Linked DNA regions of Mus musculus: region 1 is linked to region 2. The links are chromatin contacts, called in public Micro-C maps. All regions are on one chromosome and are shown on one strand. The core of a region is the stretch at or near the end of the contact, and the rest is flanking DNA. Distances in the headings are between cores, read along the strand shown.

Evidence for each region. Hi-C and Micro-C count contacts between places; a contact is called where the count stands out from the background.
Region 1: a Micro-C map of muscle stem cells shows a contact between it and region 2, with 3 times the contacts expected there. The contact joins the enhancer-like site here to the promoter of Galnt17 in region 2. A contact is called at or near these places in 1 of 39 promoter capture datasets (embryonic stem cells), 2 of 484 Hi-C or Micro-C datasets (muscle stem cells and myocytes), 5 of 115 datasets of contacts at active chromatin or transcription factors (embryonic stem cells and forebrain) and 2 of 9 other capture datasets (adipose tissue and pancreatic islet).

The regions. Positions count from the first base shown.
Region 1 is chr5:131,396,170-131,400,174 of GRCm38.p6, forward strand. All of the region lies in intron 2 of Gm29681 (predicted gene, 29681), which reads right to left. Among named protein-coding and RNA genes, the nearest start is that of Gm29681, 17 kb to the right of the region's middle. Within about 2 kb of position 2,267, at least 2 of the 459 cell types and tissues checked have an H3K27ac peak or open chromatin away from gene starts, as enhancers often do. A contact at or near this core is called in muscle stem cells, where this site is marked.
Region 2 is chr5:131,305,251-131,308,837 of GRCm38.p6, forward strand. Galnt17 (polypeptide N-acetylgalactosaminyltransferase 17) reads right to left here and starts at 2,272. Exons shown (of 11, transcript NM_145218.3): 1 at 1,113-2,272. The coding sequence starts at 1,350.

The DNA of each region.
Region 1 (4,005 bases), core at 1,017-3,516, 91 kb after region 2:
GCTGACACTCGGTGGCTGAACTCTGCCAAGGGGGAAGATGTGGTGAACCCATACCCTTTAGAAGAAGTAACGGTGACAAGCAGCTGTCACAGAGGGCTCTCAACCTCCCCATGGGGGCAGGGGAGCACAGTCCAGCCTGGCAGTCTCCACAAGTGACTCACAACTATGGGTCACCAAAATAACTATCTCATAGGGTCAGGTGGCCAGGCTGCTCCGCATGATTTTTGAGGCCTAATTGTGAGGAGCTTTCAGGCAAGGAGGGCTGTGTGCCCATTCTCTACAAGTGCCAAGTACTCTGCATCCCATGGGCTCCTGCATCCTTCGGGGGCAAAGATCCAAGTCTTCCCAACAGAGGCTCAGGGATGCTTAAGGGCCTTTCCTAAGAGCATCCAGAAAGGTGAAGGCTGAAAGTAGAGTATGCAATTGAGTTGAGTTTTGTGCAGTGTGCTAGGCTTGCTCCAAAGCACTATAAAAACGGGTGGTGATGAACAGTAAAAGCACTTGGGAAGTGGAGGCAGAAGTTCAAAGCCAGCCTAAGTAACATACCCTACCAGAGGACAAGAGGGCGTGCCAAGTAAAGGGGAGGGTGAAGGAAGAGGAAGAGGAGGAGGAAAAAAGGGGGACATTGCTCAATGGTTGAGTGCTCACCTACTATGTATAAAACCTTAAGTTCTGTCCTTAATTCCATTAAGGAAGGAAAGGAGGAAGGGAATGAGAGAGGAAAGAAAGGAAGGAGGAAGAGAAATGGATTTTTTTTTAACTTTTCTTGTCTTGGTGGCATAAACCTGGCATAGACAGTATTTAGAGATACTCACTCTTTAGCACAGGCTGCCCTTGAACCCATCATAGCATCCCTACTGTCTCATCATCCTAGTGCTGAGATTGCAGGTATGGCCACCATATCCAGCAGCCTGACATAAACAGCTTAAAGGAATATGCTGTTATTTTGGCTTGTGGTTTCAGAGTGTCTCCATCTGCCATGCCAGGAAAGGCATGATCAACAATTCTATCTAGGATTGTTGTGCAAAGAGCAGCAGTTTGTCTACATGGAGATCACTAGGAAGCTGAGGAAGCAGGCTGGAAGCCAAGCTGGCTCTAACCTTCTAAACCTTGTCCCTACTGAGACACTTCTGCTCCGCAGCCTTCAGGACAACTCCACTAGCTGAGGACCAAGAACTTGGAACAAGAGCCAGTTGGGGACTTGTTAGTTGCAGGCTACAGCCCTGAACATATGCCTGAATTTTGTTGCTGTTGCTATAATAAAATACCAGACAAAAAGCAACTTAGGGTGAAAACAAGGGTTTATTTAGCTTACAACTCGGGGTTACAGTCCATCTTGACTTCCAGTAGGGAAGTCAAAGCAGGAACTTGCAGCAGCTAGTGACATCATATCCCATCATGAGCAGAGAGAAATGAGTGTGTGCATGGCCATTACTGCTCAACTCTTTGTGCACACACGGGTTTTTTTGTTTTTGTTTTTGTTTTGGGGGGCTTTTGTGGGGGAAGAAGGTTGGTTGTTTTTTTTTTTTTTTTTTCGAGACAGGGTTCTCTGTATAGCCCTGGCTGTCCTGGAACTCACTTTGTAGATCAGGCTGGCCTCGAACTCAGAAATCTGCCTGCCTCTGCCTCCCAAGTTTTGGGATTAAAGGTATGCACCACCACCACCCCGCTATGCACACACAGTTTTATGCTCAAACCTAGGGAATGTTGCCACCCACAGTGGGCTCCATCATCCTACCTTAATTAAGGCAATCAAGACAATCTCTCCAAGATATGCCTACAGGCTAACTTAATCTAGGCAATCCATCCCTTGTTGAGACCCTCCTTATAGATGATTCTAGTTTGTATCAAGTTGACAACTAAAACTATCACAGCACGAAGCTAGAGAGATGTCTTGGTATTTAAGAGCATTGGTTGCTCTTCCAGAAGACCTGGGTTCAATTCCCAGTTCCATGAATTGGCTCATGGCTGGCTGTAACTCCATCTCTAGGGGATATTATGCCTTCTCTGGCCTCCACAGGCACTGTAGGAACATGGTATACAGACTTACATGCAAGCAAAACACCCGTACACATAAATAAATAAAATGTAAAATGTTTTAGAATTGTGAGAATGATCACAATGTATGCCATCTTCGTGTGATCCCGAAGCACTACAGTTTGTATACAGTTTGGGGGAGGCTTTCCCACACAGGCTTGGGAACGGTAAGCATGAGAAAGCTCTTAGCAGCATTGTTTACAAAAGACCAGGCTGGACATACTCCAAATGTCTGTCAGCACTGGATGGATAGAGCAGGTGCTAGATGGAATAACTGGCCAAATGTGACTACTGCAGAACTCTACAATGAAATAAAGGAAATGCCCATTTCCCACTGGTCTATGTAAGCCAGTCTCAAAGCATAGAGCATCAAGTAAAGGAAGCAAGCATTGGAATTCACATTTAGAAATGCCCAAAGAGCCTGGTGCCACAGTGTACACCTGTCATCCCACCACTGGTGATGCAGACAGGAGGCTCAGAAGATCAATGTCCTGCTGGAGACATGAAGAATTAAGGACCAGCCTGGGCTACATCAGAATCTGTTTACACACACACACACACACACACACACACACACACACACACACACACACAAAGAGGGATAAACTACTTATTGTTTAACACTGAATAAAACTAAAGAAAACTAAAGGGTTTCTCCGGGAAATAGACGTATGAATAGATATCATTAAAGAAGGCATCCTAGGAGCTCTGCGGTATAAGTAAATTTCCATTTTTCTCCCCTGTCTCCCTTTCTGCAGTATTAGAGATTGAATCTATGGCTTCATATATGCTAGGCAAGCTCTCTACCACTGAACCACACTCCCAGCACCTTACTGGGGAATTTAGGCAGGGGCTTTACATCTTAGATACACCCTGAGACCTCTCTTCACTCTTTATTTATAAGTTGCCTAGGCTTGCTCTGAACTCTGTAATTCAGGCAGGCCTTGAACATGCTGACAGTGATAGAGATCTCCTTGAGGCTTCTCTAGATGGTAGGACTTATCTGGCAGTGTGACCAAGTCCCACAAGATGGCAGTGACTTAGCCTAGAGAAGAGGGAGTAAGACAACGAAATCATGAAGGGTAAGAGTGGTCAGTGGCCAGGACTTACAGGAAAGAAAGTCAGACTCTTAGGAGGTGGCCCACAGTGACATGGATTAACCCATCCCCCAAATATTTTCCTTCACAAAGGTTCTCTGCAGTGATTCTCAGTCTATCACCAGAATTGAAGTCTTAGGCAGGGCTATCTGCTTGCTGTCAAATTCTTGTAACCCAATTCATTGTCATGAGCTGCCATTAAAAAGCCTGTCAGGACTTGTTAGATAGCAGAAGTCACCGAGGGAAAAGAATATTAGCAAATATGGCTTGTGGAGAGCTGTATGTCAAGATCCCTGAAGATCCCTGCCTGGTGCTCCCCTTAAAGGATTTACCCATGACTCATCCACTCATTCCTAACCTCCTCTGTTGCTGGTACAACTGCCTCCTCCTCCTCCTCCTCCTCCTCCTCCTCTTCCTCCTCCTTCCTCCCTCTTCTCCTCTTCCTCCTCCTCCTTCATCACATTCTTGATCTTTGTGTTGTCCTTCATATAGATTATATATTGAAGTTTCCATACGTGGATGAGCTCAGCTAAAAAGTAGGGGCTGGACATCTCTCTCTCTCTCTCTCTCTCTCTCTCTCTCTCTCTCTCTCTCTCTCTCTCTCTCTCTCTCTGTCTCTCTCTCTCTGCTATATACTTGTGGTGACCTCTTAGTGTCCTGATCTGGCCACCTGCTGGTGTGCCTCCCCCATCATTACATTCTTCCCTCCTCTCTCTCAGGACATAAAAACAAACTCTTCCATAAATGTAATAACCATAGCAACACAAAGTAACTTGTAGACCAAGTAAGTCTAAACAAAACTTGCCATCACAGTGGGGAAAGGGAGACCAAAGGGGAAAGAAACAATCTAAAGAGAGATTTATTTTGGTTC
Region 2 (3,587 bases), core at 1,022-3,521:
CCCCTGCATCCAGACACATGAAAAGAAATTTATGCCTTATAACCAAGAACATGGGCTCTGTGGTCAACCAGAGTCCAAACTACTACTTACTAACACCAATCAGGACTTAGGTACTGGGTTAACTTCCCTGAGTTTGGTTTGTTCTGTTCTCCTGTGGGGGAGGGGCCAGAACCTCCAAGGACTAATGGTTATGTCCCACCATGCACGCGTGGCTCTTGTAATGCTCCTCTAGCACACAGCAACGACTGACTTATTAGCAGTCGTGACAACAGCTGGCAGCTCCAGGCCCTGGTAACATGCAGGAGGTTGGGAACAGAAAGCCAGACTTCAGTAATCACTATGTCTTCTTTATATTAGACTACGTGACACTGTGAAGACAGCAAGCATCCAGGAACCATCAGTCTCTTGAGCCAGGTGGAAGCAATATATCAACACACACACACACACACACACACACACACACACACACACACACACACACACACGCTCTTCTATGGCAACTCATTTAGAATAGTTTAGGTGAGACAAGTTCTGGAAAAAGCTACAAACCTGAATGCCAAGCCTCCTTGTTTGGCTTAACTTTGTGAACAAACCCCTGCTTCCCAGACCCACTAAGAACTTGACCCTCGATTGCCACGAGGTTCGGGAGTAGACTGGTTGTTAATAGACCACCTTGCACCCAGGCAGTGGGGAGGAAAGAGTCTGCATTCTTAGTGATGCAATCAACCTAAAGGAATAATGTATTTACTCGAGCCCTCACTTTGCAAGCCATGACACCCACTTCCCTACCAGCTCCTCCATCAAACACCATGAACTGACAGCTATTTCCTTTCTAGAGGTTCCCAGTCTGCAGTATGTTCTAAGCTGGAGTCACGAGCAGAGACCAAGAGTCGACTGTAGTGGCAGGTTTCTAGAGGAAGACCAAACTTCCAGCTGCAGTATATCATGAAAAAGAATCCGGTGGTGGTTTCTACAATAGTCCCAGGCACAGGGCAGGGATGGAAGAGAGAGATCGGGCTGGTTCAGATGTCAGCTTAGGATACAGAGAGCCAGGGAGATCACCCTGTGCCCTGCTTGCACCACGACCCACAGGCGGCAGGGCACGTCCTTACCATTAAGCTGCCTGTAGACGATGTCCTCCAGCAGCGACAAGCGCTTCAGGACCGCATCCTGGATGGGGCTGGCGCTGTGCGCGCTGAGGTTGGCCACCTCTGCGCGAGGCCGGATCTCGTGGAAGGCGTCTCCGCTGCGCACCGCGATAGGCCGACACTTAGCCAAAAAGATCACGAAGCCGGCCACCGCGATCAAGTTCAACACCAACAACACTTTGACTCTCCTCAGTGAAGCCATCAAACAACACGGCCGGTCCTTTCCCTGGACCCACGCCTCTACCAGCCTCACCTGCGAGGCGCAGGGCAGCCTGAGACGGAGTAGACCCCACACACCGAACAATGGCCGAGGGAGGGGGCAAAGGGCTGGGGGTCCCAGCTGCTGTTGACCACAAAACGCCGATTCTCTGGCGCCAGTAACCACTGGAAGGACGCGGCTGATCTCTCACATGGAAGCCCCTGGCTTGCAAAAGTGTCTCTGAAATGCCTGCTCCGTCCACAGCACGCAGTCCCTTCTACAAGACAGCAAAAGATAAAGGTCCCAGGGTCTCTCCCTGTAGAACAGCAAACAGGTTGCCTTTAGACTTTGGACCTCCTCCGCAGACGTAGACCTTCAGGAACAATCCTTTGGTAGTCGGAATGCTCTGGGGATGTGGCGGGAGTGGCGCGCAGGTGCCGGGCTCCAGCTCTGCGCCCGCCGGCGGAAGAGCGCGCCACTCCTGGAGTTGCGCGGCCGACACTCTCGCCCGCAGGCGGCCGTCGCAGGGCGAAAATAGAGTTCTTCAGCAAAGGACCCGCTCCTCAGGGCGGGTGTCTTTGTTCAGCTCACCGGCTCTCTCCATCACTCTGAGAAGAGGAAAACCCCGCGCCCCGTGCCTGCATCCTCCAGGCTCCGCAGTCACGCTCAAATCTCAATGACTCTCTCAAAGTGGAGGGGGGGACAGCAGGAAAGGGGCGGGAGCAGGGACCCAGCGCGACGTCCTCTCCGCCCCCACCCCGCCCGCAAAACTCACCAGTGCGCACAGCGCCACGGGTTCCCGGACACGTTCCAAGTCCCTACACGAGCCTCCGGGGCCTGCCGGACACACTGGCTTGTCTCGGGAGGTGGCGCGTTGCGAGGCTGGCCGGAAGGAGGAGTCGGACCTCCAAAGTCACACCAGTTGTCTACACGCCTTTCTAAATGTCGCGGGGGAGGGATGCGCGCTGGCGCCCCCGCAGCCTGTCACCACGGCCCGTGCAGCTCGTCCCAAGCCCCCAAGGGAACCAAGATCCGAGTGTCCCGATCACCGGATGCAATGACACCGCGGCTGCGGCACTAAGAGTACACACGGTCCCCTAGAGGGAATGGTGGGATAGATTGGAGCAGCTGGGAGCCAAGAGGGGATGCTCAGGTGGCGACGGAAGGCGGGGCGCGGTCCCGAGGGGAGCGGCTGCGGCGCCGACTCCTCCTTCGCGGTCCCTTGGTCACCCTCTTCCCTGAGAGCCAGTCGCCAACGCCGCTGCCACCCGCAGGCTGCGGAGCGCACAGCTAGGGGAAGCTGGCCCACTCTTGCGCGCGCACCCGGAAAGGGTGGGGGTGTCTGGAGAGAGCGGGGAGCGCGCCGGACCAAGAGCAGTCATGTCCTGTTGGCTGCTAAGGGCTGTGAGGGACCCTTGGGGTTCTCAGCGCTCTCTAAGCAGCCGGGTTTGTTCCATCCCGGCAGACGAGGAAGACATCCCTTTCTCTTGGCTTAGCTGCTCTGCTTAGCTTGGCCCGGAATGGCTAGAGGGAAAATCTGGCCTGGAGACTCGGATTCCGCTACTTTCAGAGCAAGGCCCTGTGTCCTTCTTGCTTGAGCCCTGGGAGAGTTCTGACCATCTTAGTTGGTGCTTCTGTGCTTGCCCCTACTCTGTAAACTCTTATTTTGGTGCCATGCACTTGGATTTATGGCCCTGATGGGTCTCCACAACCTACTTCTTTTCCTGAGACCCAGGAGTTCCAAAGACTGGAATCCAAACCTGCCCTCTAATTTTTTTTTTTTTTTAATTGCTTAGGCCAGAGAAAGAAACCAGACTGCCAGCAGATAAGAATCAGCTGAGTGAATTCAGGGACTCCCACTTCATTCTTCCCATCCGATTAAAGTTTGTTGCTGTTGTTCATTGGTTAGTTTTGTTTGGTTGACTTAGATTTAAGCTTTTGGTTGGAGCATGGAAGGGGGGCGGTTCAGGGGGCATGTTCGGGTTTGGGGGTTTGGAGATGGGATGTAGTTAAGCTGTTGAGCTGAAGTTGAGTGCTTGCCTAGACCTCAACTGGATATTCCCACCCCACCCCCCACCTCCAGCTCTTCACAGCCAGGCTTGCTGGTGGCAAGCCTATAATCCCAGCACTTGGAAGGTAGAGGCAGGAAGATCAGAGACTCACAAGCATCCTTGTCTATAAAGTAAGTTCCAGGTTAGATTGGTTGGGTTTCTTTTAAAAGGGAACGAAGTGTTTTCTTG